Regions from separate parts of the Oryctolagus cuniculus genome. Here region 2 is linked to region 1. The links are chromatin contacts, called in public Micro-C maps. All regions are on one chromosome and are shown on one strand. Each heading gives the region's core, a stretch centred on a gene start, on an enhancer-like site or on the middle of the called end of the contact. The rest is flanking DNA. Distances are from core to core; before and after follow the strand shown.

Region 1 (4,277 bases), core at 915-3,414:
GGGCTGTGCCCCCTTACTCTACACACAGCTCCACACACACGTGCACCCGCACATATCCACGCAGGCGTGCACACACCCCCTGACTGGCCAGCCGAGGTCTTGCAGATCCCTTCCGGGCGGTGTCCTGCTTCCCTCACCTCCTTGTCCCTTCCCTCTCCCAGCCCTCCAGCTGCCCTCAGCCGGTCAGCGGCTGCTCCTGAGCCCCTGCTCCGTGGGCGGCCCTGCAGCAGGGCGGGGTCCAGGGCCAAGGCCGCGAGAAGGGCCTGTGGGGCCACACTTGCTCCCAGGGCCTGCCCGTGGACCGGGCTCAGAGGCTTGGGCAGGGCAAAGCAACCAGAAGGGAATAGGCTCTCTAAGGGCCACCCCAGCACCCTCACTCTTTTCTTCTTGGCTTGAACAAAAATGGGGCTAATATCTGTTTTTAAGATTTATTTTATTTATTTGAAAGAGTGACAGAGAGAGGGAGAGAGAGATCTTCCATCCACTGGTTCATTTCCCAAATAGCCACAAAGGCAGGGGTCAGCCCAGGTCAAAGCCAGGAACCAGGAACTGGTCTCCCACGTTGGGTGGCAGGGACCCAAGCACTTGGGCCATCATCTGCTGTCTCCCCAGGCACGTTAGCGGGAAACTGGATCAGAGCCGAGTAACTGGGATTCGAACCAGCCCTCTGATACGGGATGCTGGCGTCTCAAGCAGTGGCTTAATCGGCTGCGCCGCAGCGCCAGCCTGGAACTGAGTACCTACTGCATGCTGAGCGCTGTGCTCTGTACCACGCAGGCCAAGTCTCATCGGTCCCTGCCCTGCAAGCTGCTGTTAGGTCCCATTTCACAGAGCAAAGGCCCTGAAGCCCACAGAGGCCAGTGCCCTGCTGGAGACCCAACAGCTGAGGATGCTGGTGCAGGATGGGCGCCATGTGGGACCCTGGGACCTGGAGCCGGGCTGGCGGGGCTGGAATCCCGGCTCTGCCTGCGCAGCCTTGTACCCAGCCTGCTCCTCTTCCCTTCAGCTTTCCCCAGTGAGGCCGGAGTCCTGGCAGCACCTGCGGCTTAGGGCTCCTGTGAAAATTCCAACAGTGGACATGACCGGTAGCGGTCGGCTGTCCTCATGGCCCCATCGTCCTGTGGAGCCGGGGCCCGCCCACACCTGGGGGCCCTCCTCCCCCGTGGGACAGGAGTGTCTCAGCCATCCACTGGAGGCCTGGGTCCGCGGGGGACAGATGCCTGTCTGTGGGTGCTGCTCCAGAAAGGAGGTAGAGCTGATTGACTGGGAGTACACCTGAACAGCCTGCGGGAGGCAGCCCTGAGGGCTCTGCCTGCAGTGCGCAGACTCTTCCCGGGGTGGGGTGGGGGTGTTGGGGTCGTGAGACCAGCGTGGTGGGGCGGGGGTCCACATGGAGGAAAGGTGCCCAGGTCTCGGGGAGCCGCTGCAGAAGCAGAGCTGGGAGTCAGCGTCCTGGAGTGCCTGGGCGCATGGTGCACCCCAGAGTCGGGCCCCAGGTGGCCATTTGGAGCGGGGTTCAGGGCCCCGAGGGAGGGGGCTGGGAGGGCAGGGAGAGGCCCGTAACAACCGCTCCTGATCAGCGTGGCCCCTCTCGGGCCCTTGTTTTGCTGAGGGGAAGGTGTTGTTTACAGTCATGCTCCCATTGTTCTGAGTAACCACACGTGGTGCCAAACGGAGACAGCCAGCTTCTAGCTTCTAGCTGCAGAAGGCACCTAGCGACGCGGCTTCTTTTTGGGGTAGGAAAATGCACTTTGGGGTTGGTGCGTGTGCCAGGCCTCGGTCCTTCCCAGCCACAGCCACGGTGGGGCGCTGTGGCTCCACCGCAGAGCTGCCTGGAAGGGTGGGAGTTGTCAGCACAAAGCAGAGCCCGGGCTGGCCCCGCGTTCCTTTGTCTTTCCAGCCGGGCTTTGATTAGGGGAAAGATGGGCTCTGTGACACCTAATTAGACAGCACTCCACGGTAGAAAAGCCTGGCCCCAGCCCCTCCCAACGCTGCTGCTTCCCGCATCCCCTGGGATTTTCTTGTCCCTGCGCCATCCCACTACCTGCAGACGCCGCGCAGGCTGCTGCTGTCCGCTCTGCCTTGCCGCTCAGTGCTCCGTCTGCTCCTCCCCGTGGTCGGACGTCATTTTTGTATTTAGCTTCCTATCTCAGAGACTGCCCGGCTCTGAGCAAGTTGAAGTTCTGCTCTCGCAGGTCCACCTTCTGGGGGCCAGGCTCTGGTGACCGGAAACACCCGGCTCGTGTGGAAGCACTGACCACGCGGGGCAAGGGCCTTGCTCCCTCCATGTGTATGCCGATGAGGGCTGGCGTCTCCGTGCCAGCCTGGGCTTGTGCTGCGTGTGCTGTTCCCTCCTCCGCTTTCTCTCAGCTTCTGCACTGGTTGGTGCGGATTGGTAAACACAGGGCTCCCTCAGCCCCTGGGCTGGTCCCTAGGGTCTGTGTCTGCGAGGGGCGTGGCCAGGAGCTGGAGGGACTTGGGCAGGTGCAGAGCTTCCCTCCTGTTGAGCTTTTCACAGGGCCCCGGGCAAGGTCCCCCTGCTTCCCTGGGGGCTCCAGCAGAGGGCTTTTTTAAAGGCTGACTCCTCCTTTTGGGGGGGCCTCATCTGCTTTTCTAAACCCTGCCTGTCCAAGGCCGCTGCTGCCCACTTCTCTGTCCCAAGGAGCCGCCTCCAGGTCTCTGAGGTCTCAGCCGAGGACCCAGCTTCACGGGGTGGGCCGGGCCAGGCTGGCTCCTGTGTGAATGTGCCCTGGCGGGGCTCCCCTGGCTCCCTCAGAGGGGCAGGCCGTGCTGTGGCCTCAAGTGGCGATGCTGGGTATGTCTCTGCAGTGTTGTTTTTTCATAGTGTTTTGTGTAGAGTTTGCTTTATCGTTCTTACAACAACCACGTGTTCTAACATAAAAACATCTTACTCCCCAATGGTTGCTGTGGTTCTGTGGTTTTGGGTGCCCCTGGCACACTGCTGGCTGGCCCCAGATTTGCTAAGCCAGGATTCAGAAGTAAGGCGGTCCCCCAAGGTGCCAGGAGCTGCCTCCCCTTGGGTACCTTTTGCTAAATGGCGCTGCCGTCACTCCTGGACTGGGGTCCTCCGACATCCCAGCTCTACTCTGGGCACCCAGACCTGCCCTCTGCCAGCCGGCAGCCTGGCCCAGCCTGGAGCTTGGAGGAGATGCAGATTCCCAGGTCCCCTCGACCATGGAGGGGCCTAGACTCTGTGCAGATTCCCGTGCAAGTTCATGTTTGAGAAACCCCAGAAACCAGATTCCATCAAGGTCTCGGAGATGCCCAGAGGGAAAGAGGCATGGAGAATGGCGGGTGAGTGGGTGCCAAGGAGGGAGGGCTGTGTGGGGCGGGGGAGGGGGCTTCCTTTCCTCTCTGCTCCCCGCTCCGCCTGCTGCCCCGTGGGTTCCCCCTCCCACGCAGCCTCCTGCCAGAGGAGTTCCCTGGTTCTGCTGCGGGGGCCCTGAGCAGGGACTCGCTGTCCTTACCTCGCCTTGTACCTCCAATGCACGCAGCCCTGGCCTACGCTGGGAGCAAAGCAGTGAGGAATGCAGGAGGCAGGTGACACCGCCACCACCGCCGCCGCCCTCGGGCTACGCCCTGGGCCTGTCGAGTGGTCACAGGTGCATTTCAGCAGCCGAGTTGCCCCATCCAGGTCACTGCACCTGGTCTGGGTGAGTGACTGCGCTGATAAGGGCGACAATGGGAGGGCAGTTTCCACCATAAATCCAGCAGCAAAGTCTTTGATACAAGAGAGATTTCATGCGGAACCCAAGCCTGTTGGACAGACGGAAGTGGAATGGCCCAGCTGTCGCAGGGGCAGCGCCTGCCTCTTCGTGTGTGTCCCCTGCCCCTGCCTCAGCTCTACTTCCCGAGAGGCCCTGGGCGAGGGCCCTTTACCCTGCGCTTTCGAAGTCGCTGGGCAGTCAGGGAGCCCAGCCTCTGGTCCCCTCAGAGCAGAGGTGGAGGCCGCGGTCCAAGGTTCTGGCAGGTCAGTGGCGGAACCTCTCAGGGCCTGTTTCTTTGTGGAGCAGAGACCAGGGCAAAGGGGAGAAAGGGAGAGCTCTCTCTAGAAAGCTGGCGCTCTCTCAGGTTCAGTTTGCTCTTTGCTCAGAAGAGGACTTTCTGTGCGTAAGCAAGTGCGGTCTCACGACCAAAGGCCGCTTTTTTCTATTTTCCGTTGTTAGGCAAGCGTCAGGGCCAGCAACTAGGGCTGCACCTGCTGCCAGGGGCTGCGGGCCGCACACCTGGACGTGGGCTGGTCTGGGGCAGTGTAG
Region 2 (4,277 bases), core at 980-3,479, 640 kb after region 1:
GCATGTTTGTTCTTAAGATATTTCTCTTAAAAAGTAGACCTTAAGAAGCTTAGGGTTACTTTACTTAACTACTCATTTCTTGTTTGGCATAGTTTACATTTCCAGTTAATAAAAATGAGAGAAAAACGAGGTCCTCCTACACATCCTCTACAGTAGCTCAAACTAAAACCGACAAAACAAATACTGGGGAGGATATAAAGCAGCTGAAACTCTTGATACATTGTTTATGGAAATTCAAAATAAGTCCTACCACTTTGGAAAAGTTCAAAAGGTTCTTCTAAATTTAAACATACACTTATCATAGACCTCAGCAATCCTACTCTTTGCAGGTTACCCTGGAGAAGTAAAAACATTATTCCACAAAGACCTCTATGCAAATGTACCTAACAGTTTTATTCATAACTGGGAAGCAGCCCTGTGTCCACCAGTGTGAATATGTAAACAAGCTGTGGAATGTCCATACTGTGAAACCCTGCTCTGCCACAAAAAGGAACATTGACATGTGGTCGTGTGGGAGAATCTCAAGAGCATCCTGCTGAGTGAAAGAAGCCAGACACAAAAGATGACCTATTGTATGTTATTTATAGAAAATTCTATGAAAGACAAAAAGTACTGAGGTATCTGAGGTCCAGGAGAAGGCTGGGGTTTGACTTCAAAGAAGTACAAAAGATTTGGATGGTAAGTACATTATTATGTATTTGTCAAAACTCATCCAATGGTTTACTTAACATGGTAATTTTATTTTTATTTGGATTTAAGAAAAAGAAATTGAGGTGAAATTGAGTTGCTGTATGAGTATTATGTCTTTATAACGAGAGACCAGTTCCTAAGAGATTTCTCTAAAATTATATCACAACAAAGCTAATTAATAAAGCAAAAGTAAAGATACTAGAGAAAAAAAATGGAACAAGAACCATTTAATGTAGAAGAATTTAAGAAAAAAAGGACAAGTTGTAGTTGAGACAAATAGAAATCAAATAATAAGGTGGTAGACCTAAAGTCTGCTATTTGAAGGATTTTAAATGTTAATGGACTAAACCCTCCAAGTAAAAGATTGTCAAAATAGATTTTAAAAAGCAATATTCTGTTTAAAAGTAGAGATAGGTCGGAAGTAAAGGAATGAGAAAAGATGTGCAAATAGTAAGGATAGGAAAATGTGTGCTTCTGTTAACACCAAAGTAGACTTGAAGCCATGAGTATTGCTAGAGATAAAAAGAAGTATGTATAGTTGTATAGAAATGCAACTGATTCCTGTATGCTGATTATTTGCGTTGGTATTTTGCTGAATTCATTTTTCTGTTTTTTAATATTTAGGTTGTTTATATATGAAGGAATTTCAAAAGGTTAGTGAAAAGTGGAATTAAAAAATAAAAATGTAAATTTTCTTCTCAACATAAGCTTTATCAAGTTCAAGACACTTCTCTGAGCAATGAATCCAACCATTTAGTCCCATCACTGGAGAACTGAGGACCCTGGGAAACTAACACTGTCACTAACCAAAGACAACTGGGCACTCTTAAAGGTGCTTTTTGATCTTGGGAAACAACATGATGACAACAGGACGCAAACCAGGACCATAAGGAGGATGTCTAATAATTTCCCAGCACAGCTCACAAAATTGCCCTTGTTTGATGAGAGGAATGAGCAGAAGCATTATCATTGTGGGGAAGGACTCTGTTGTCAAACTTCACTGGGCATTTTTTTTTAAAACTTTCTCACGCATTTTGGCCCTCAAGAAAGTCGTTGGGCAAAACGTCAAAGAGAGATGTTGGCATTTCAAATCAGTGCCTAGGTTTGATACCCAGTTCCACTTCAGACTCCAGCTTCCCACAAATGTAGACTCTGGGAGCAGCAGTAATGGCTCAGGTAACTGAGTTTCTGCCAGCCCATGTGGGAGCCCTAGATTGAGCTCCTGGCTTCTGGCTCCCAACTGCATCCCCCACCAGGGGCCGTTGTGGGCATTTGGGGAATGAACCATCAGATGGGATCAATCTCTTTCTCCCTCCTTCCTCTCCCCTTCTCTCTCTCTCTCTCTCTCTCTCTCACTCCCTCTCCCTCTCCCTCTCCCTCTCCCTCTCCCTCTCCCTCTCCCTCTCCCTCTCCTCACATGCAAATAAAAAATGCCTTGTTTGGGGGAAGGTTTTGTGGTGCAGTAAGTTAAGTTACTGTTTGGGATGCCTGCATTGCATATTCTACTGCTAGTTGGAGTTCTGGCTACTCTGCTTCTGATCCAGCTCCCAGCTAATGCACCTCGAAGGTAGCAGACGATGGCTGAAGCACTTGGGTTCCTGCCACCCACGTGGGAGACCTGATGGAGCTTGTGTTTCCTGGCTTCAGCCTGGTCCAGCCCTAGCTCTTGTGGCCATTTGGTAAGTGAACATGCAGATGATGCATGCACTCCCTGTCACTGCCTTTCAAACAAATCTTTCGTTTTTAAAGATTTATTTATTTATTTATTTGAAAGAGTTACACAGAGAAGGAAAGGCAGAGAGAGAGAGAGGTCTTCCATCTGCTGGTTCATTCCCCAGTTGCTGCAGTGGCTGGAGCTGTGCCGATCTGAAACCAGGAGCCAGGAGCTTCCTCCAGGTCTCCCATGTGAGTGCAGGGGCCCAAGGACCTGGGCCATCCTCCACTGCTTTCCTAGGCCATAGCAGAGAGCTGGATGGGAAGTGGAGCAGCCGGGTCTCGAACTGGCACCCATCTGGGATGCCGGGACTGCGGGCAGCAGCTTTACCAGCCATGCCACAGTGCCGGCCCTCAAATAAATCTTTTTAAAAATATGTTTTAAGGCTGGTGCCACGGCTCACTAGGCTAATCCTCCGCCTAGCGGCGCCGGCACACCAGGTTCTAGTCCCAGTCAGGGTGCCGGATTCTGTCCCGGTTGCCCCTCTTCCAGGCCAGCTCTCTGCTGTGGCCCGGGAGTGCAGTGGAGGATGGCCCAAGTGCTTGGGCCCTGTACCCCATGGGAGACCAGGAGAAGTACCTGGCTCCTGGCTTCAGATCAGTGCGGTGCGCCGGCTGCAGCACACTGGCTGCGGCGGCCATTGGAGAGTGAACCAATGGCAAAGGAAGACCTTTCTCTCTGTCTCTCTCACTGTCCACTCTGCCTGTCCAAAAAAAAAAATATATATATATATATATTTTTTTTTAAAATGCCTTGAACATCCTCCTAAACTGTTGCCATGATCTTTCCTCTTGACTGGTCTGCTTTTGCTTTGATTGAATTATTTCAGCATCTTGGTAGCCATTGCTATAGTTTGCTTTTGCTTCAGGATTGTACTAGTAAAACCATCTTTCATCTCCTTCTTTTGAAGAAATAATTCAGGATCTTAATACTACTTAATACTACTTGATCTTGATACTACTTGTTTCAGAGTTTCAATGAAAGCTATGCTCTTATCTGCAGCTTATTTGGGCACAACAGTTTTGGCGCCTACTGAGCAAAGTTCACTGCACAGTAATTTTTCAGTCAGAATGTGTAAGCTAAACCAATTGGGATGTCTATGTGTTGGCTTTTGTTCCTGCTATTAATCATTGGGCCTCTTCAGTTAGGGTCTGTAAAGGTCATTTTTTTTTCCTTATAAAGTGATATGGATTGTTTATCGCTAGTTTGTTTCATCTTCACATCTTTTTTTTTTTTTAAGTAACTTACTATATAATTATTATAAAAAAGAATTATTTATTTATTTTAAAGGTGAAGGAAGAGAGAGTGAGAGAGAGATTGATTCCATCTCTGGTTCACTCCCCAAATGGCTGCATATACAGGGCTAGGCCAGGCTGAAGCCAGGAACCAGGAACTCCATCCAGGTCTCCCATGTGGGTGGCAGGGGCCCAAGTACTTGGGTCATCATGCACTGCCTTCCCAGGCACATTAGCAGGGGGCTGGATTGGAAGCAGAGCAGCTGGGACTAAAACTGGCACCCCAATATGGAATGTCAGAGTCATAACAGCAACTTCACTGGCTGCGTCACCTTGTCCTTTCTTAAAATGAGCTATCCATTTGTAAATGTGGATTTTGGGGAGCTGTCTCCGTAAACTTTTTATAAGACTTCCGTGATCTCACCATTCCTCTACCCAAGCTTCGTCATAAATTTGGTATTTGTTCTGTCTTCAGTTTCAGCAGAGTTCATGTTGCTCTGATGGTGCTTTTCCACATGTCTTACTCTTCTCAGTGTCTCAAACTAAATGTTGTTCAGATGTTATAATTAGGAAGTACAACTTTATTTCAGCGCACACATTTTTTGAAATCCATGCATAGTGTTTTCATAATGCCCGTT

What was found. Hi-C and Micro-C count contacts between places; a contact is called where the count stands out from the background.
Region 2: a contact with region 1 is called in a Micro-C map of ear pinna, with 4 times the contacts expected there. The contact joins the promoter of TTC32 here to the enhancer-like site in region 1. A contact is called at or near these places in 3 of 6 Hi-C or Micro-C datasets (ear pinna, embryonic fibroblasts and an unstated tissue).

What each region holds. Positions count from the first base shown.
Region 1 is chr2:181,983,242-181,987,518 of mOryCun1.1, forward strand. The region is part of intron 4 of HS1BP3 (HCLS1 binding protein 3); the gene reads left to right. It overlaps LOC138848666 (a long non-coding RNA gene), which reads right to left. Exons shown (of 2, transcript XR_011386772.1): 1 at 2,045-4,277; 2 at 420-1,832. Among named protein-coding and RNA genes, the nearest start is that of HS1BP3, 15 kb to the left of the region's middle. Within about 2 kb of position 2,165, at least 1 of the 8 cell types and tissues checked has an H3K27ac peak or open chromatin away from gene starts, as enhancers often do. A contact at or near this core is called in ear pinna, where this site is marked.
Region 2 is chr2:182,626,664-182,630,940 of mOryCun1.1, forward strand. It overlaps TTC32 (tetratricopeptide repeat domain 32), which reads left to right and starts at 2,230. Exons shown (of 3, transcript XM_051840560.2): 1 at 2,230-2,369. The coding sequence starts at 2,245.